Regions from separate parts of the Hordeum vulgare genome. Here region 1 is linked to region 2. A link is a contact called in public Hi-C data. All regions are on one chromosome and are shown on one strand. The core of a region is the stretch at or near the end of the contact, and the rest is flanking DNA. Distances in the headings are between cores, read along the strand shown.

Region 1 (4,700 bases), core at 579-3,078, 200 kb before region 2:
GTTATCCCAATGTCCATCCTCTTCAGTGACCCATCATTATACAAGAACATAAGACTATCAGTCTCTTTTTTTCCCTCGAAGTAACCAATGCAATTTTAGGTGTAAGTACCTTTGAAGTGACCTCTTTCCACCTGATGAATATCTTCAACATAGTTGCATAATTCTCTATAGGTCAAATTATTCCTTGAGTTGAACATCTCTGCCACCAATTCTCCAACGTAACCCGGCTTTTGACCCACTTGCTGAAATGATCCATAATAATGAAACCTGACAAAGAAGTTATCCAATGTACTAGGACGAGTAGAACCTACAACTGGAGACATGAAAAACTAACTTTGAGAGAGAAAAATTCAGTTAGATCTTTAGCTCTAACCGTACACAAATAGTAAGAGAACTAACATTTACAATTTCAACTAAAGTTTCAGCATAACCAGGCAACGCATTCAAACAAAACTACTTCATCCAGACAAGCATAGCAGATGATTTACTCTAAACTAACATAGGAGCAACCCAACTTCAGTTCATTCAGACAAAAAGTGCATTTTCCCTTAACCAAACAGGGCAACGCAACTTCAGTTCATTCGGTCCCATTTACTCTGTAGGAGAGAGTGCAGTTTGTGCTGTACCAACTCATGTTGAAAATTTACACCTTTTTCCTACCAAAAACATAATTTTTTTCATGAAGATAACAATTCATCCCAAATACAGTTGAACACAAGAGGGCATGATCCAAAACAACACTTATCCCCTAGACCCCTCACATAGAGACGCCCCATTCCCCTCGCCCAAACCCACTCCTCTACGACGCACATGATCATTTGCCGGCGCTTGCGATTTCGCCAACGAACAACACCAGAACCAAAGCAGAGGACCAACGGAGATGGAGGCACACACACGTGGACGCATGGTTTAGTTCCGTCGAAGACGGTCGAGTGGCAGGCGACGACGCCGCCAGTGGAGGTCGCCTACGTTTGCCAAGCCCTAGTGAACGAAAGATGAGAGGCGTTTCTGGAGGCGACAACACTCTGAAGAAGAAAGAAAGAAAGGACAGAAGGGGTGAGGGGGAAAACAAAGAAAGTAAAGAGACGACTAACAAATGAGACCCACTCAACATTTTGTGCCCAGTCAACGTCTAATCAACATTAGGGAACAAAAACCGTTCTAGATTTGTATCCCAAACAATGAATTTGAGGGTGATTTGTATACTTCTTCCAAGAGAAAAAATCTTGATTGATGTGCAAAGGGACCTTTCGGACTGGGCTATGTGCGAGTGTCCTTTTTTCTTCTAATTTCGTATTTCTTTTTTGTGTTCCAATTTCGTTTTTTATACTTTGAAAATTCCTGATTTCAGAGAAAGTACCAATTTTTAAAAATGAGTTTTTTTAGAAAAAAGTTCAAGAAATTATAAAATGCTCGAAGATTTTAAAAGTGTTCATGATTTTGAAAAGAGTTCGTATATTCAAAATGTATTCATGATTATGAACAACATTCGCTTATTTAAAAAATGTTCATCAATACTTGTAAAAATAACGAATTCAAATAATGTACATGGAATTTTTGAAAAAAGTTCCAAAAAGCAAAATATTGTTGACAAATTTCAAAACATGTTCCCAAAGTTTTTTGTTTTTCTACTCATTGCAGCGCAGGGCCACTTTTACTAAGTCTTAGGTATCTGCATAGTTTTTTTTTTTTTCAAGGCTCGCATTTTTGGGCGGACAGGGGCAGGCCTCGGCCTGGCCCAACGTTAATACAGGCCGACTACGCCCCACCTGGTTCCCCAAGGCCTCTTTGGTTATTACTAGGCCACTCCGCGGAAACTCACGGAGAAAAACAAGGGAAGAGAAAGGTCGCGTTCTCCCCAAGGTCAGTCAGCTCTTCGTGACATCTTGAGTATCGACTGCTTCTTCCTCCGCCGAGAAGGAAGGGGGAGCGCCGCCCGGAAGCACCGGAGCCGGACGCCAGCAGCGATTTCTCCGACGGCCGCCTGCAGGCGGTAACTGAGTAAGCTCCCCCTCCCCCCCTTCACCTCTTACCCCCAATTCTTCCTACTGGACGGGAATCATGAGCTTCCAGAGGTCAGATCCAACCGGACTCTCACCTCTTGGCAGGCAAGCCTTGGTTAGAAATCGATCGACCGATCTATCTCACCTTCCTTGTATGATTCCAGAGCATAAGTTAGGATAATTGATGAGTAATTTGTACGGTTCCACCATGCCCTTCCCCTTGTATGCGCCCGTAGAATAAACGCCCATCTAGCCTTGTTGTTTGCTCGACCATCTAAACAGCCATGTTCTGGTAGAATTTTGGCCTTCTGTGACATCACAGGATCTCAAAAGCTCACACCCATCAGCGGGACGCATGCTTGTGTGGATAGTCTAAGAGATTAATTGACACTTTGAGATTTCTTTTCTCTGCAGGAAGCTCTGTACGATCTACTATTGCTCCTCTGCTGATAGATCATGGAGGGGCTGAGTTGGACAAGGGCTTGTGTCTTGGTCCTCTGCATTATGCCGTTCCTACACCCGGCTGCGGCTATCCGCTTTGTGATTGATAGGGAGGAGTGTTTCTCTCATAACGTGGAATACGAGGGGGATACTGTTCATGTATCATTTGTGGTGATCAAGGCTGACACTCCGTGGCATTATAGCGAGGATGGGGTGGATCTTGTGGTAAGGACGCGATCCCTTTTTTTATCTATGTAAATCACGCAAGAATAAGCATTGTCCAATGATCGCTTAGATGTTTGATGCACTCTTGGGTATCAAAGGAAGTCATAGTCTACTAGAATGTTTGTTTTGTGGGTTGTCGTGTCACAACTATTTTGCCATTTATTTCGTGTGAAGCCAAGGAGTACTTTCTACTCTAGAGAGGCGGACAAAATGCTAGCAGTATTATCTTAAGTATATGATGTGTTGGTATTTGAAGTACTACACTAATTTTTTGATTTCAAATCTGTATTGATTGTAGCACCTTTTAGTCATCCATGTATACTTTGTATTTTTTAAATACTTCATAAACATTTAGGATTTCTTGAACTAGGATGTAGACTACTAACCATGGCAATCATTAGAAGTAATGAAGGAATAAAGTGCAAGGAAGAACTAATTGTTCAATGAAAACATGCACAGCACTGTTTATAAGGCATCCCACCTTGGACTTAGGCGACGCTTTAGCGGCAAGGTGCCCTGACAGTGCCTTACAATTATGCTTGCGTTAGGCACTTATGCGTTAAGGTTGTTGGTGCTTGCCTTAGGTTGCCTTACCGCCTTATAAACAATGATGTACGGTATTAAGTTATGTCAGAAGGATTCTATCACAGGGAATGGATATAACAGGTATTATGATATTGATGGCCCATTTGTTGGATGGTAATTATTAACATCATGATGGTTCAGTGATTGGATGGAAATTAACATTAGAGCAAGTATAATAGTAGAGCCGGCTGCCGGCTGTAAGCTCATGCCATGTCATCTATAGCCCATCTTATAGCTAACATGTACAATAGTTGCTTAGAAGAGTGTACTACTTATTTATTATATGACCCACCTTTCATTCTCACAAAGTGTCTAGGAGCACGTGCTAGAGCTGGCTCTTAACTAAGAGCCCGCTTACCTTCTCTCTCCTCCAACTAAGCAAAAATATACTACTTTATTCCTTATAGCCAGCTGACTCAGCTCTATTGTACTTGCTCTTATGGTGGTATGGGGCTTACAGCTTGAGCCATGATCCTGTGGAATTTCAAACCTACATTAGAGTTGTCAGTGCACTTGCTATCAGAAATATGAACCAGGGAAACTAATATTTTTAGTCTTTTTCCCCTAAAACGAACAGATAGAAGACACAAGTCATTCAGTATTATATTCATCTTCACAGAATTAATAAAGATATTCTTTGGCTTGTGACAGTTTGAACTTTAATCGGTGGTGCTTTTTTTTTTTTTTACTTCTGGGTATCTTTGCTTTTATTTGCTAAGAATTGAACATAGCTTTTGTTAGGATAAATTTACTTTTGTGATTTACTAAAAAAAAGTGGAACACCATTGCTTCCTTTTGCTAGAGTTAGTTCTGAGTAGATGGACCTTTGAATAAACAAGTTAAAGTAGTTCTGCTTGGGATTGTTGGGGTCATTTTTTGTGTGTTCTTGATCTTCCTATATATGAGTGCATCCTAGGATGAATACAGTGCAATTTGCGATGATATTTCCCCGTTGTTTGTCTATCTATGCAACTACATCACTCCTTTTGTGGTCAGCAATTTATTAAGAATGATTCTAACTTTTACTTAGCCGTAACTTGAATTAGAGCAGCTTGTAATATTTACTGTCAATGTACTTCTTGAGTTTTAATATAACCCGCTGTTAAGTTTGTTCCATGTTGACTAATAACAGGTTAAAGATTCTAATGGAGCCCAAGTCCGAGATTCTCGTGACAAAACTAGTGACAAATTTGAGTTCATAGTTCAGAAGAGAGGTGTCCATCGCTTCTGCTTCACCAATAAATCCCCATATCACGAAACCATAGACTTCGACGTGCATGTTGGACATTATTCGTATTTTGATCAGCATGCCAAAGATGGTAAGAATTTCTGAAGTCTCTTCATAACTTTGGGTAAGCAAGAACATACCATCACCCTTGTCTTTTCCTGGAATGGATGCAGAACATTTTTCACCTTTGTTTGAACAAATTGCAAAGTTAGATGAAG
Region 2 (5,225 bases), core at 1,570-4,069:
TGCTAATCTTCTCTTCACTGAAGGGAGCATTTAGAAAGGAGTTCTCCTTAGCGCATATTTGAGGGAGATCATCTGTTCATGACTCATCCATGGAGATATTTCCTTCCTCCGGACTCCGAACATACCTTTATAATACTTTGAAATATATGCCTTGAGCTCCGTCGCCGCCGCCGCAAGCGCCAGCGCAAATCCTAGCCCGACGAGCTTAGGGCTCGTCTCCGTCGGAGCTCCTCTGAGGATCGGTCTCGCGCGCAGCCTTTTCATGGCGCCATGAACGACGCTGGTGGGTGGCGGCGCCCGCCGTGAACCGTGCCCCCTTCTCGAAGCTTCCAAATGCGTCGGCGGTGAAGAAGACCGCCAAGAAGGTGTCTGAAAGAAGAACAAGGCGGCGGTTGGCTCCACTAGGCCGCGGATGAAGAAACTTGCACGTCGTGCGACGCATGCAACGACTAACGAAGCGCCGCCGAGCTCATTTCTACCGTCGGCGGCCAATGCGCACAACGTGTTCGATGGAATGTCCACGAGGTATTTTTTCACCCACTTTTTTTCGTTGTTGTTTTTTTACATGAATAGAAACATATGGATAGCTTATATTTGTTTGTTGTATATACTTTTTAGTTTAAATGATGAGACATACATGACTACTATGGGTGTTGGCTCCAACAATTGGTCTCAAACCAATGATGTGCATTTAGATGATCATGAGTTTGAGGTGGATGAGTATGGTGAGGGTATCGTCGATGCACCGAAAGGAAGGACAGGCAACTACCCCACGGATGAAGACATCTTGCTATGCAATACATGGTTGCAAGTGTCTAGGGATGCCATGGTTGGAGGGGGGCAAAGTAGAGATGCATATTGGATCCGGATGGAGGAGCATTTTGATTTATATAACAAAAGTGGAATTGAGCGCACGGAAATATCTCTCCGGTCCCGGTGGTCGATAATCAACACAGAATGTCAAAAGTGGGCGGCCGCAGTTAAGGCGGTTGACACGCTTAACCCAAGTGGCACTAATGACCAAGATAGGGTAAGTTCCATTTCTTTCATATTTCTTCCATGCTGATGCTTCTTCTTTGGTGCTTCAAATGAATAACTTGTTCTTTTCTTTGTAGCTCAATATTGCATAAAACTTATTTAAAGGAGAGGACAAGAAGACCAAGAAAGGAAAGATCAGGAAAGAGAGACCATTTACCTTGCCCCATTGCTATGATGAGTTGAAGGATGATGAGAAATGGAAGCCCCGTGAAGGTGTCGACGAGGATAGCAACACACGCAAGTGTACTATTGATTTGGATGATGATGAGGAAGAGTCATCAAGTGATGGCGGCAAGAGAAGCCCTACACCAAACTCTGTTGCCTACTCCAAGCCAAATAGACCAAGTGGAGGCAGGAAAGAAGGAAAAGAAAAGAAAAATAGGAAAGGAGATGATGAGCTAAAAATGATATGGAAGCTATTGTGAACGCAAGAAAGGAAGCGAATGAGGTGGGCGGATGGCAAGGAAGCAAGATGCGACGACCGAGGAGAGGAACGTGGCGTTGGAGGAGAAGAAATTGGCCATGAAGGAGCGCACTAGATTGTTGGAATGTGAGAAGTAACTGTTCTTCATCATGGACACGTCTACCCTCGACGAGCAACAAAAGGAGTACGTCAAGCGTGCCCGAGAAGAAGTCTTGATCCAAAAACAAGGCATGGTCATTGGAGGCATGGGAGCTACTATGGAAGGCATGGGTGGCATGTGAGGCATGGATGGCTTCGGAGCTACCATGGACGGCATAGAAGGCATGGGTGGCTTCGGAGCTACCATGGGGGCATGGGAGACATGAGTTTTGCGTCTCTCATGGGAGGCATGGGAGCACCTTTGGGTGGACACATGTCTTCCGGTGTGTCTCCTTACATACCTTCGCATGAAAGCCATTGAAGATATTGCCAACATCTACCGAGCTTCACATGATGATGCGGCGCGCGTCAATGAACACGAGGAAGAGGAAGAATCGTCTTTGGATGAGGATGAAGAAACGGAGGAATAGGTGGACGAAAATGAGGATGAGGCATGATTGTTGTGTGCCATTTCTTTGTGTGAACTTTTTTTATGTCATGATGAACTTGGTTGGATGATGTGGCATGATTGTTGATGTGGAGTGAAATTAAACCATGCTATGTCTTTTATTTATGTTTGAAATATCCATATTTATCTTCATGAAAATGAACAAAGTGCAAGCGCCGGCTGCTCGCGCGTCCGCTGGAGCGGCTCGTGCGCGTCATACTTTGGCGCGGTCATGGAGCCGACACACTCTGACGCGCTAAAAATTCTTATTTCGGCGCTGCATAATATTTTTAGCACGTGCGGTGGTTGGACGTCCATTGGAGATGCTCTAATGACTACTCTTTTTTTTTCTAAATATAAGTTTTTTTAAAGATTTCACTAAAAGACTAGACATGAAGCAAAATAAATGAATATACACTTAAAAATATATCTATATACATCCGTATGTAGTCCCTGGAATCTTAAAAAAACTTATATTTAGTAATGATAGATAAAACGATGTAGAAATATGGTTCGCTTTTGCTCTTGTTTTACAAAACGAAAGCTCTAGTTTCCAGCGTGAGAGGCATGTCGTGGTATGCAGCCACAGCAAAGCCAGGACACTGGACACGTATGTACGTACCATCCCAGGAACTGTACTGACGAGCGCTGCCCCCCTTCCGCTCCCGTCTTAAATGCAAACACATCTAACCTTCACCCGCCCACTTGAATGCCCTCGCGACGTCTCCTACCATGGCTATCTATAAACGCCGGCCGGCCACACCATGCCTCCTCCTCCTCCTTCTATTATCCCGCTATCCAGCAAGAAGAAGCAGAGCAGCTCAGAACCGAGCACAGACCGAAGCGGAGCCAAACGAAAGAACGGACCTAACCTAGCCAGCCAGCGCGATCGACCGAGAGATGGCGCGGTGGTGTGAGCTGGCGGCGGTGCTGCTCGCCGTGTCGATGGCGGCGTCGACGGCGGTGGCGCAGGACGCGCTGCAGACCAAGTGCCAGGAGGACCTGCAGAAGCTGTCGGACTGCATGGACTACGCGACGGGGCACGAGGACACGCCGTCGGCCAAGTGCTGCGAGGACACGGCGGACACGCAGAGGGCGCGGCCCGAGTGCCTCTGCAATATCATCCAGCAGGTGCACAGCGGCAGCCACGGCGTGCAGCAGCTTGGCCTCCGCTTCGACCGCCTCCTGGCCCAGCCCGCCGCCTGCAAGCTCGCCAACGCCAACGTCTCCCTCTGCATCAGTGAGTACCTAGCTCAGCTGGTCACTCACGACCAGCTCACACGGCACCTAGCTCCGATTGACCTCTCTGTGTTTGATTAGTTCATTTCTTTGCCGTGCTAGTTTTGGTGTTCATGCTTTTGAGTCTCGAGATCTCATTACTCACAATATACAGTACTGGACAGTAACTTGATTAATTAGTTTCCTTTGAAATGAACTTGATTAATTACGTTTTTAGAAAGTAAAAAATAGCCCTCGCAAAAAAAAGTAAAAAACAAGTTAAAAAACTTTGAAAAGGGGGGAAAATATAGTATTCTACAGTTTTGCTACACACCAGATGCAGAGGCTTTTTTTGTTTTTTTGCGGGAAACACTAGATGCAGAGGCTGAGGACGTTCCCCTCTTTTTTTGAAAAGAAAAATACAGTTCTGTTACACACTTTTCGTGTGTTGATATTGATAGGGTTGCTAGTGTGGAGGTGGTTGTATCCTAGCTCAACATAGACCAAACCTCGAGTTTACGAATAACTTCTTAGGGCAACTCCAACGCGGGACGCTAGGAGAGGCGCTAGGATTTCTTTCCTATCGATATTTCGATCGACTGGCAGTTGGAGCCATTAGAAAGATGTGTCGCATGCTTCCTTCCTTTTTTTTTTTGCCGTATGTGGCACATAGACAGTTTAATTAGCATACAATTGAAAGGTAGGGCTCTTAGACATTTTCTAATATGATACTCCCTTCGTCTCAAAATTCTTGTCTAAGATTTATCTAAATACTAAATTATGATTAGATACATTTATATCTAGACAAATTTAAGATAAAAATTATAGGACGGAGGAAATACTCCCTCCGTTCCAAAATAACTGTTTCAAGCTTAGTACAACTTTATACTAGAGCTAGTACCAAGTTAAGACACTTATTTTGAGACGGATGGAGTAGTATTTTTTCCTTCATAAGCGTCTGGTGAGGCGGCTTGCGTTGTAGATGCCCTTAATGGTAGGTGAGATACTTGCTTGGTGTATTTGTCAATAATAAGGTCATAGTTGTGACTTCGTTAATCTCAACTAACTAACTCTCCTGTTAATGTTTTGTGTAAACATGGACTATATATTATGGTCTACATGTGGACGTGCATAAGTGCGTCTTTTGTATTCGATGGGTTTTGTAACAAGTAGAGACCCTTGGCGCCGAGAAGTCAATCGTGATGAAATGGGGATATGGCACCGTTTTAAGGCTTATTAAAGGGTAGGAATAGAAAAAAATAAAATCTTTGCAAGCACTGTTCGTTCCTTTGGTTCAAAGCAATGGAGCTAAATAACAGTTGAGAGAATTTTATATAATCTCACAATTCACTTGGATCCCTTTTTAGAGTTTATACTTACAAAGTAAGGGATCGACTCGTACAAGTTATAGTTTGGAGGCTGGTTTGGCTCTAATTTGATCATGTATAATTTTTTCTTCAAAAAAGGGAAAACCCCGGTCTGTGCATCATTATGATCCACACAACCTCATCATGTATAGTAGAATTCATGTGTCTTTCCATTCATGCGAATCAAACATTTAAGTCTATAAAACTTTTGGGCTCGCCAATCCTTTGTTTCACACCTGCATTAATTTCTATTACTCTCGGTAGAGATTTCACTAAAAGACAATATACAGATGTATATATATACATTTTAGATTATAGATTCACTCATTTTGCTTTGTATGTAGTTCATTAGTGAAATTTCTAAATAGACTTATATTTAAGAATGGAGGAAGTATATTTTGTGCGTTTTCTATTCCTACATTTGTAAAACCCTGCGTTTGCACCAAAATCGCAGCTCATAGCCATGCGTACGTACTTATTGGACCCGGTAAGCTATGTATAGGCCGAGCAACAATAGAAAGCAAGCCATGCGTGCGTGTTAGGCCTAAGCCATGCGGAGAAAGCAGGCCACCTGTGCATGCCGGGCCTAGCT

What was found. A called contact is a pair of places that touch in the nucleus more often than the background predicts.
Region 1: a contact with region 2 is called in a Hi-C map of leaf, with 4 times the contacts expected there. The contact joins the promoter of LOC123409074 here to the promoter of LOC123410761 in region 2. A contact is called at or near these places in 3 of 6 Hi-C or Micro-C datasets (leaf and seedling) and 1 of 1 datasets of contacts at active chromatin or transcription factors (embryo).

The regions. Positions count from the first base shown.
Region 1 is chr7H:207,709,037-207,713,736 of MorexV3_pseudomolecules_assembly, reverse strand. It overlaps LOC123409074 (transmembrane emp24 domain-containing protein p24beta2-like), which reads left to right and starts at 1,828. Exons shown (of 5, transcript XM_045102061.1): 1 at 1,828-2,001; 2 at 2,418-2,669; 3 at 4,387-4,573; 4 at 4,656-4,700. The coding sequence starts at 2,460.
Region 2 is chr7H:207,510,619-207,515,843 of MorexV3_pseudomolecules_assembly, reverse strand. It overlaps LOC123410761 (non-specific lipid transfer protein GPI-anchored 1), which reads left to right and starts at 2,819. Exons shown (of 3, transcript XM_045103701.1): 1 at 2,819-3,288. The coding sequence starts at 2,949.